Linked DNA regions of Rattus norvegicus: region 1 is linked to region 2. The links are chromatin contacts, called in public Hi-C maps. All regions are on one chromosome and are shown on one strand. Each heading gives the region's core, a stretch centred on a gene start, on an enhancer-like site or on the middle of the called end of the contact. The rest is flanking DNA. Distances are from core to core; before and after follow the strand shown. Region 1 holds the start of Smad3 (SMAD family member 3). Region 2 overlaps Smad3 (SMAD family member 3).

What was found. Hi-C and Micro-C count contacts between places; a contact is called where the count stands out from the background.
Region 1: a Hi-C map of Schwann cells shows a contact between it and region 2, with 4 times the contacts expected there. The contact joins the promoter of Smad3 here to the enhancer-like site in region 2. A contact is called at or near these places in 7 of 12 Hi-C or Micro-C datasets (the A7r5 cell line, the Rat2 cell line, Schwann cells and 4 more) and 1 of 1 datasets of contacts at active chromatin or transcription factors (oligodendrocytes).

What each region holds. Positions count from the first base shown.
Region 1 is chr8:73,128,435-73,134,035 of GRCr8, forward strand. It overlaps Smad3 (SMAD family member 3), which reads right to left and starts at 3,890. Exons shown (of 9, transcript NM_013095.3): 1 at 3,483-3,890. The coding sequence starts at 3,688.
Region 2 is chr8:73,035,038-73,040,622 of GRCr8, forward strand. It overlaps Smad3 (SMAD family member 3), which reads right to left. Exons shown (of 9, transcript NM_013095.3): 5 at 3,745-3,795. Among named protein-coding and RNA genes, the nearest start is that of Aagab, 59 kb to the left of the region's middle. Within about 2 kb of position 3,599, at least 2 of the 93 cell types and tissues checked have an H3K27ac peak or open chromatin away from gene starts, as enhancers often do.

The DNA of each region.
Region 1 (5,601 bases), core at 2,640-5,139, 94 kb after region 2:
AGAAACTGAGAGTAAAAGGCTGTCTGCAGAAAATATGGATGCAAACATTCTGCCCTGGGACCAAGCAGCAAAGGTCAAAGTTCCTGCAACCAGAGACTACTGACTCTGGTCAGCCCTCTAGTCAGCTATCTGCTGTTCTGCAGCGCCTACACACACACACACACACACACACACACACACACACTCTCCCCATCCCCCAACCCTCACCTCCGTCGTGATGGGTTACATGCTAAGAGGAGGCTTGTTGCCAACGGTTTACACCACGGTGATTGGCCTGAGACCTATCAGGCATTATCTACAGCCTTGGTATTTCTGTCCCCAGAAGCTATTACAAGTAAAGATACTTTTCCTCTCTCCACTAGTTGAGGGTAGTCTAACAAAGTCCCTGGAGGCCCCAGGAGGAGGTCATACTACAAAGGGAGTGAACAAAGGAGGGAGGAGTGCTTCCTGTAAAACCTACTTCACCTCTTGATTTTCCCTCTGGACTTGGTGCTCTGTAACCAAGATCCCTTCTAAACCAGAGAGACCTTCTGCTTGATCCAGTGAAGGCTAACCGCTGCGCTGACCTGTCTCTCTCAAAGGCGGGTGCTTCAGCTTTCCTTTAGGAACTGGAGAGGGAGACACCTGTGTCTCCTCTCAGATGCTCAAGCAGGGGGGAGTGGGCTGTTGGCATGGCTCTGCCCCACCCCTGCCAGATCTGAGATGCCCCGCTCACTGCTCTGTGGAGTAAAGCGAAACTCCCACACCGCCTCTCTGTGAAGGGAAGCAAGCCTGTATCACTCCAGTTCCCCTGGTCACTGAATGTGCCTAAAGCTGGGAAAAAGAAGCCAGCATGGGGCAGATAGCTACCATAGCCAAAAGGTGCCACTGCTGCTCAAGATGTCTGTTTCACATCTCAGACAGAGAGTCCTCAAAGACCAGCTCCAGATTTGACAGAATGTACTAAGGCACCCAGTGTCCCGCCCCACACGAAGCGGGTGACTAAGTCACACACTTTCCTTTGTCTGCTTTCCAAAGCCCTAGTTCTCAAAGGCAGCAATGTGACAAGCAACACACAAGCCCTGGGCTTAGCAGACACAGGGATCGCACCAGCAGGAAGCCAACTAGTCGCCTCCCCAAGACGTGGCCTTTAGCTTTCTGCCCATGGCCAAAACAGCAGCAGCTGTTGCCAAGGGAGACAGGGTGACCCAGAGGCGTGGGCACAAAATCCAGGGATGGAAATCCACCTTTGTCTGGATCCACCCAAGCAACTGGGTCTCACTAGTTGAGAAAAGATGAAAGAAAAGAATCCCAGGCCTGGGAGGGTAGGTCAGCAGCAGAGGGCTTGCCTAACATGCAGGAAGCCCTGGGTTCGGTCATCGGTTGCAGCCAAAGAGCCAACGAATGAACACCCCGCTTCCTTACCTGGCCTCCTAGGCCCAGGCTGAAGGTACCCAGTCCTAGGAGGCTGGGAGCACAGGCATTAGCCTGAACTCTCAGTACCACACTAACTTTTACCTGCCGGTGAGGAAGGCACAGCCTCTCCTCCAAGCTGCCCCCAGCCCAAAGATTAACCAAGAGCCTTGCAGGCAGAAGAGATCTACTACCCACCCCGGACAAAACAACCTGGGAGAAAGGGTACGCCAGATCTAGTCGAATGCTTTGCCTCTCTAAGTTCTGTCACTTTGAAAGCAAGATCGTTCTAGACCTCCGTGCCTTTTCTGTGTCCCGGTTCTGTTGTCCTCCAGGCACGTTCGTGCCTTGTAAATTGTGAAACACTCTGCAGCTTCGTAGTTGATAGCTCTGGAGGAGGGCTCAGAACAGAAAGCGCTTGGGCTGGGTGCACCCAGGCAGATTGGGAAAAGGCTGCGTCTCCAGATCTGACAGAGCCCTATGAAACTCAACCATCCTGCTCCATCGAAACGATAAAGGAGAAGGGGAAACCGGAGAAAACCACCACATCACACCAGGTCCCCTGAAGCCGGCTGGCAGAGGCTCAGAGGCCGAGCAGACAACACACAGCCTTCCCTCTTCAGTAGGATCCACCCACTCAGGTTTGGAGTTGATAAGACTTTTATTTTTGTTTGGTTTCTTTTTTTTTTTTTAAGTCGGCATTCCCACCATATGTGGTGTTTATTTCCAAGGAAGGCCAACCCTAGGTCCCTGTGGACAGACATTGTTTTGTGCCTTACTATCAGGGCTGGCAGCCCATACACAGCTGCCTTGAGCAGGTGGCCAAGGATGGAAGCTACCAGGACCCAGAACAGTGATGACCTCTACTAGTGTAGGTCCTGGGAGCCCTCCCCCCATCCCTCTGCAGCCAGGGACGTCCCCAAACATTCCCACCTGCCCCTCATCTGGAATCAGTCTTTAAAGGTGTCTGAGAAGGAAAAAACAAAACAAAACCAGAAGACTAAAGTGCTCTCACCCCATTGCCCAGACGCGACTATGCTCTAGAAGGCCTTGGGAGCGAAGTCACTGACCCCTTCCATCAGCCATCTGTGAGCTCCCGCCCGACTCCTCTAGCCCGATGGGAAGGATAAAGGAGGTCAGGACAGATGGCAAAGCGCTTTGGGAAAAGAGGCTCTACAGGAATGCAGGGCCGATGGGAGGCCAGCCCTAGGGTGTTTTGTTATCTGCCTGGAGCTGCCTGCTCGATTCTAGGCACCAGAATACCCTGGATTTAAAAGATCGCAAACCAGCAGGGGTGGGGTGGGAAGAGGGAAAGCCCCTACTTTCTGCCACTTGTTTCTCCCGCTTCAAAGTCGGTGCTCTGCTCTCTAACTAAGTGCGTGCGTGCATGCGTGCACAGGGGGCGGGAGGCTGGCACAACCAAATCTAAAAATACTCAGTAAAAATGCTAATCCCAAGGCAAAGAAAGAGCGAAGAAGGAATCTGTCAATCAACGGGCTCCCGCTCCTCACCCACAGCTGTACCGACTGCATTCCTGTAGACGAGGAAAAGAAATGGGGGAACAGAGCTGAAGAAAAGAAAGGGACACACGCCACCACCTCCAGGAGCCCGGGGCGGGAGGCGGCGGAGGAGGAGGGGCTCGGCCGGCAGAGCCGAACAAAGCGGGGCCTCCACTTGGAGCCCGAAGCCCCGAGAGTTAGGGGGCCAAGCTCAGAAGCATCCCCGCTGCCCAGAGGCAGCTGGCGATCGTTAAGGTCTAGAAGCCAAAATGCCGCACGGAAGCCTGGGCTCTGAGCCTGGACAAATCCGAAGGTTTTGTTTGGGGTCCCTCCACCCACTCTCCGTCCCCTACAGGCGCGCGCGAACACACACACATACACACACACACACACACACACACACACACACACACACACACACACACCCTCCCACCCTCCCTCCTTATCCAACACACACACACACACACACACACACACACACACACACACACACACACACACACCCTCCCACCCTCCCTCCTTATCCAACCGGGCCGCGCTAGGGGGCTGGGCCGGCGCGTCCCCCCACCCCTCGCCGCTCTGGGACCCCACCTGGGGATGGTAATGCACTTGGTGTTCACGTTCTGCGTGGTGATGGCCTTCTCCAGCTCGTCCAACTGCCCCGTCTTCTTGAGCTTCTTCACCAAGCTCTTGACCGCCTTCTCGCACCACTTCTCCTCCTGCCCGTTCTGCTCGCCCTTCTTCCAGCCCAGCAGGCGCTTCACGATCGGGGGGGTGAAGGGCAGGATGGACGACATGGCTGGCACGGAAGGGTCACCGGCGCCCCCGGCGGGGCTGGACGCACTGGGGACGCCGGGGGCGCACAGAGGCAGCTCGGCCTGCGCCGCGCCCGAACTTCGCTTTTAACTCTGGAGAACTTGCCCAGGCGTCCCGGCCAGGATAGCGGCACTGCAGTTGCGGGGATCCGGAACACGGCGGCGCCCGAGCGGCTCCACGCGGACCGACGGACTGACGGACAGGCCCGGGACGCGCGGGGCGGAGGCGGCGGCCGCGAGACTCCGAGTGCCAGTAGAAAGTTTGGGTTTCCGCACGGGGTAGCTGTTTGGGTGCCGCCTCCGAGAAGGAAAGTCCAACCCCCAGCCAAACTTTGCTGGCCTGGATGGCTTTGGTGCGCAGATCCCTCCGCCTCTGCAGCGCTGCTGCTCCTCCCCCTGCGATCGCCGCCTTGCAGGACCGGCCAGGGCCGTGCAGCCGTGCTCCCCGCTCCTCTCCCGCCCGCTCCCAAGTCTACGTTTCACGCAGCTCCGCGTGCAGCCTCCTTCCCAACGCAGTCGCCGCCCCCTCGCTGCCGGGGCTCCCCGCTCCTCCCCCGCGCCCTGCTCCGGGGAGGACCCGCGGCCTTCCCCGCCCAGCTCCGCCAAGCGCGCCCACGTGGGCCACCGGGCACGGCGGCCGTCAGCTCTGCCAAGTGCCGCGGGACCCGACTCCTGGGGACTCGCTGCCCCCAAGACGTTCAGATGTAGTTGCAAGGACTAGAGAGGATTAGACTCGCAGGGAACAGGCACGGTCCGCCAAGGGCTGGCTGCACCTGGGAGAGGACCCGGGCGCGGCGAGGGGTTCAGAAAAAGCTCGGGGCCCAGGAAGTTGAGGCGCGCTGATCTCGCTCAGTGGCCGGGGCTGCTTTAGGTGTTTTTTGTTTTGTTTTTGTTTTCCTGCTGGGTGAGATCAGAACGGCTGACTGCCTGAGACTACTGAGGAGGGAGTTGGAAAACGGGAGAGGGAGACTTAAAAGGGGAGTTACGAGACCTCAGTGACAACTTGAACAATAGCTGGAGCCAGGGGTCCTTTGGGACCAGTGAACCAAGCTCTTTACAGAAAAGGAGCCTCAAAGACATCTGTTGCGTTCCTGAAGGAATGAATGCGGGCGCTTTAGGATTTTTCTTTGGGGGAGGGGGAGAATTAACATTACAGGGTGTTACTGAAGATCCGAAATTCAACACCAAACAAGTAAGAGAGCTTTTGTTTACAAATCAGTGAACTCGCGCGCGCGAGCACACACACAAAGTATAGAGCAAGCCTGGAGGACTTAGGAAGTTTATTCAAAGTTAGCCTAGGTGGGAAGCCAAGAGAACCTGACTTGGGGTAGCTCTAGGGCTTTACCGCAGACTGGGCGAATGCAGGGCTGGTTACCCACCGGTCCCTCTACTGATTTGAGGTGTTACAGCAGGCCCTCAGCTCCTAAAGACTATGCTTGTTTTTGCACACGCACGCACGAACACACACACACACACACACACACACCCCTCCCGTGGTGAGAAACAAGTTATTTGCAAACCAAGATCCGGTGCGAGTTACAAAGCCCTATGAAGTGTGGCCAGTCCCACAAAGTCAGCCCAGAAGCTTCAGGGGCCCCCTGCTCTGTCCCTGAGGCTGCCCCACCACCAACCGCCAGCCGCAGCTTGTCAGGGGTTGTGGTTTTTCTCCTCCCACCTCCCTGATACCGAGTTCTGAAAGGAAGACCCCTGAGGCTCAGTAGATAGGCCGGTCCTTGCAAACCAATTAGATGGTGGCTGTAGCTTCCCACTCGATGCTAGAGACTATAAGGAAGGAGGTCTTTGTTTTGTTTTGTTTTGTTTTGTTTTTTTTTCAAGACAGGGTTTCACTGTATCTCTAGCTGTCCTGGAACTTGTGCTGTAAAGCTGGTCTCAGA
Region 2 (5,585 bases), core at 2,349-4,848:
GTGAACCACTTTCCTAAGCACCTGCCTGTGTTCTCACAAGCCCACATGCAGCTACACATGGCCTTTACCAAGGACCTGTCTGGCAGCATGGAGAAGCCAGTGGCTTCTCGTCATTTTCACAGGCCTATCATCATTCCTGCCACCCAGCCCTGTCCTCTCCCAGCAGAAGGTGGCTCACCCTGCCATAGGCACTCCAGGAAGCTATTATCTCAATAGGCTCCAGCTCTCTGCTGCCCCAGGGCTCTTGTGAGGGCCTCGGGTTTCCTCATCCCAGCCACACCCTACATGTGTCACCGTGAAGCAGGGAACAACTTACTCACCAGAGGGACCCAACTGTCACCTTTCCCTAACCTGCTGCGTCCTTCCCCTGTTTTCCTCAATCTTCCTGACTTAGACACTTAGGAAGTTCTAGGTGACCCACCCAGCATGATGTGTCTGATAGAAATATGCCCAGCTCACAGCCCCTGCTCTGAGAAACAGTGGTGCCAGAGATTCCCCAGGGCCAGCCTCTGCACCGTGCCCAGCTGGGGCTCAGCCATGCCTTTGGGCCTCATCACCCAGGTCGCTGCACCACTGTATTAGATAAGTGGCTTCCCTGTGGTAGGAAGCTCATCTTTCCCTAGACCGGAGTTGGGGCCTGGAGTGGGTAAGAAATGAAAGGAGCAAGTGGATGTTGTACACTTCTTTTTGCATCGCAATTTCATAACAAGATCTTTAGAAGGCACACCTGTACCCTGAGATCCCTCATCTCTTCTCTCAGAAGCACTGTGCTGACTAGCTGTATATCAACTTGGCAAACTAAAGCAGGTGAACCTCGGTTGAGACGATGCCTCAGTAAGATCAGTCTGTGGACAATCCAGTAGGGCATTTTCTTAATTAGTGATCAAGGGACAAGGGCTCAGCCCATTGTGGGTGGTATCATCCCTGGGCTGGCTGTCCTGGGTTCTACAAGAAAGCAGGCTGGGCAAGCCATGAAGAGGAAACCAGTGTGCAGCATGCTTCCATGGTCTCTGCATCAGCTCCTGCCTCCAGGCTCCTGCCCTGTGTGAGTTCTTGTCCTAACTTTCCTCAATGATAGACCAGCTTATGTCTCATTGGCTCTCTCCCAGAAGCAGGCCCCTCTCTCCCCGATCCACCTACTCCTATGATATCAGACAAGCCTTTCAGTGGTATTTTTTGAGTGAGTGGACTTGCTGGAATGATCAGTGGGCAAGAGAGAGAAGTTCCCAGCAGTCACCTGTTTGTGGGAAGATTGCAAATGGAAGGTTGCCCCCCTTCTTGGCACTGTTCTATGCTACCCACCCTAGTTCTTGGTTGGGAAGGGCTTCACACAGGCATTGTGTGCTTTATAACAACGCCTTCCCCTTGGACCAACGGCAAATACAAAGCAATGATTGCATCTCTGTGCCTTTGGCCCCAGCCTCTCTGACTTCCCAGGGAGGTTGTAAGGCATAGCAACCTCCATCAATTTTCTCCAGGCCCATCACACCTTGTGAGGGCAGGCCTCTCCATGGTCCATCCCATTCCCGTATGCACAGGCCCATGGTCATCTCTTTAAACGTTCATTCCTACTTCAATAATGGGTCATCTCAACTTTCCTCAGGGTAGTCAGTGACTACTTGGGCTTCCTTCTGGTTTTCCTCCAGTAACTTCTCATCAAATGTATACTCCCCCTACAGTGGCCAGATTACCTCCGTGAAGCTGCCATAAAGATCCCACCACAACCCCTCCAGCATACCACCAGCCTCATGCTGTGGGTTGGGGGGGTGAGGTGGCGTTCAGAGCTCAGCCTCACCTTGCCCTGCTCTCCCTGTCACCTGACAACCACTGTACTGCTGACTTCCATGGAGCACACCCACTCTGCTGCCTGCGGTGCCCCCCCATCCCATCTCATTGCTTCATTTACTCAGCCCATTGCATGTGGCTTCCTCTCAGGCATACCCAGCCCCCTCCTCTATGCTTGCTCCCTCAGCACCACAGGTGAACACAGATGTAAGCAGGCTGAAGGTCTAAGTATCCTCCTCAGCATAGCTCTATATGCTGTATGGATTCTGCCCTGATGTCTGTATAGACTGAAGAAGCCAAAATACAAAGTCAGTTTCTCTGCCGGCAGCTGTACGGCTGAGTTCGGAGGCTCTCCTGTCCACTTAACTTTCTGATCCGTGACATGAAAGTTAGCATGCTTCTGCCCATGGCTATGAAGAACCACCTTGGGGTAATCTGAAGAGATCCCAGGAAATACTCACCTGTGCCCACCCTGCTCTTTGCTCATCCTCCCAGCCCTTCTCCCCAAGTCTAAGTCAGAGAATTCTGGCCCAAGGCCACTGCCACCTTCAGACTGGCCTGTGACCTTGATGACTTCACAGATAAGTACCTGCCACAGGGGTACTGGCCTGACCATGGTGGGATGAAATGCTCCAAAAATAAATCTAAAGCAATCCTAAAGGGGAAGCCCAGAGTCAAGCTCACAATTGGCCTTTAATGGCTTATAGTCTCAGGTTGTTTTCAATAACGCAGTCCCTTCACTATCAGGGATATGACCTTCCCTCAGCCAAGCCCGGCGGTATTATGCTACAAAGATTTAAACTGTATCTCTAAGTCCTGTTTTGTTCCACCCACACATCGGCATATTTCAAAGGCTCTTTACCCATCTCCCAATATTCTAGATGACGAGTTCTATCTGATATCTGCCAAGGTCTTGAAACAAGTGGGCACCACAGCCTGTCCAACGTACTCCACTCTGAAGGGTTCTACCATGATCAGCTGCTTTTCCTGAGCCGAAAAGCAAGTGCTAGCCTAACGCCACACTCCCAACCCCATGAACCCAAACTTAGTTTGTTTTGTTTTGTTTTTTCCAAACTACAAACCAGAAAATCAAAAGCTACCTTTGATAAAAACATGGATGTCACATCTGTTTTGAGCCCTTCTGCCGTTTCTAGCCCCAAGGACTTCTGCAAAGCCTCCCTCTCCCACACAGGAGGGATGCTAGCAGGCTGGCAGGGTGACCCTCAGAACACTGACCTGCAGTCCAACAGCTGAACATTGTTGTGGGAACAGTGGGGTCAGCTGATATAAACACTGGGAGATAACACAGTGCTAATCAAGACATTCGAATGGAGAGACACATTTTCAGAGAAACAGAGGCAGAGACTGGGAGAGGCAGACAAGCCCTGGTTTCAGCAGCATGGAGCACATGTGTACACTGCCCTCACCAGTACCAGACAGACCACGATAAAACAGTTGTGCTAGGCAGTGCGATCGTGGGCACATTGCTTTCTCCCCAAATTCCTTATATGTTGCTGTTTTAATAACAAGTTATTATGAGACGATATAACTCAGCTGAAATACCAATGTGTGTCTGAAACAAGCTTCTGGGAGCTGGGGGCCGAGTCTGGGCAGCTGCCTGTGGCTTTGCCCCAAGCCACACACGTGTGTTTGGCTGACCGAGGCCCCTGTCTCCTGGGCCTGAAGTCTGGGAGATTTTTGTTCACTCACGTCTGACCGCTTCCCAGGGGAAATACGAACCTCAGCATAGACTGTCTTTCCTACAGGCCACTGTTCTCGGGTTTCTCTGTTCTGAGGTGACCCAAGGATCACTGTAACCAGAAACCCCTCGGGTTGGGCTGTGCTGATGGTGAAGGAGGGGGCAGGGCTCACCTTAACTGTCCCTTCCCACTGAGGCAATCAGTTGAGTTACAGCCAGGAGTGTGGCAGCCTTCACCTTAAAGATGGATAGTTACTCACCCAAGTTATTGTGTGCTGGGGACATCGGATTCGGGGAGAGGTTTGGAGAGCCTGCAAGGTGAGACACAGTTGTAAGACATTGTTGGAGTACTCCACTACCAAGACAGGATCACTCGCCATGCTACAAGGAGACCCTAGACCAAGCCTGGAGTCTCAGGAGCCTGGGCCTAACCTCATGAGCCCCCCAACTACACATCTAGCCATGATGCCCTATCTGTGGAATAGACAGATTGAAGGTAATTTTAAAGGCCCCTCAAACACATTCCACCTTAGCACCTAAGCAAGGCTCCAGTGCAGGCCTTGGTGGGCCCAACTAGGCCAGCTCACACACCTGCCCTCAGGGAAGACTGACTATTCCTGAGGAAATGCAAAGACAAGGAGCCCCTATGTGTGCTGTGGAGGGTAGCCTCCATCCTCACAGATCTGCCTCAGAAATGCTGCAACTCAGCAGCTTATTTGATCCTTCGTACACGGCAGGAGAGGGCATGTGACGTCTAATAATTCATGCTCTGATTTTCTCTCAATCCCTAGCTACCAAGAAAACGTGTGTGTGTGTGTGTGTGGGTGTGAGTGTGTGGGTGTGGGAGGGGGGAGGGAGGGAGAAAGAGAGAGAGAGATCAGGTCTGCCTTTCTGTAGGCCCGTGTGCAGCTCATAGTTAGTTATTTATGAATGTCTTGTGGCCCCACCCCACCCCCTGACATCCACCAGACCTTGAGGCTGAGCCCTGAAGCTGCCTTGAGCTGTCCCTGGGGCTCTTTTATTTCACCCCAACAGAGTTCTGAGCTCTGAGAGGGCCAAGAATGGGTCACAGGCTTCCTTTTCTCCCGTGGTGGCACCTGCCCCAGTGGAGATAAAGAACAATTTCAGAGGCCAAGTGGGGCTTGGCCAGCTTGCTGCAAATACGTATCACCCGTGTGGTTTGGGCCAAAGTATGTTAACATTACTGCGCCTTCATTTCCCCCTCATATAAAGTAGAGACATTATCATCTACTGACCTGTATAAAGTAAATAGAAGGTTACATTAAAAACAAACAAACAATTGCCAGGCTTGGCATATAGGAAGCATTCAATAGTTGTTTCCTATTTCTATGGTAGTTCAAATCATGAAGGTCTAAGGTTAGTCGAAAGGACACATGTGCTCTCAGGGGAGACTTGAGGGTGACCTGGGTGACCCTCTAACCAGAGACACTTCCACATCTCACCTGGTAGGAAAGCCAAGTCCATGAGCAACTGGACTCGGAGCCAAATGGGTTACTTGGAAGAAAAAGAACAAAGAAAGACCTCCACCCATCCATGCCTAGGTTGGCTGAGTACACAAATCCTAGCTCCCACAGAGCCTTGCAGGGACAGAGAGGTGTAGGAGAGGGGACAGCATAATGAGACAAAAGAAAGCAGAGGGAGCAAGCAGATTGGAGCCAGGGAAAGCATGCATGGCTGGCCCTCCCCCCACACAGGCCATTCTGATGACGTTTGTTTATTACAGTCATTGTACACATACAGAGGGGGAGAGAGCGGGCTGTGAGAAGCTCTGCAGCTGGAGGGAGGCTGCCTAGCTGGCTCACTTCCCATGCCAGCACTCTGTAGCTGCAAGTTTTCAGCAGTCACTTGGCACAGAGCACAGGAAGGTCTTCCGTGCATTCCAGCTGGGTCTGTGCTGCCAGCCACATGCCTGGATGGGTGTGTGTTGGGGGGTGTGCTTGACCTAAAAGTGTAACACCCCAGTGACTAGCACACATGTGATCCCTTTTCACCCTTTTGAGGATTGTGCAACCTCTTGCAGTCCGAGAGTGAGGCAGTCCCCCCATCGTGGGAATGGAACAGCTGCTGGGCCCCTTTCTCT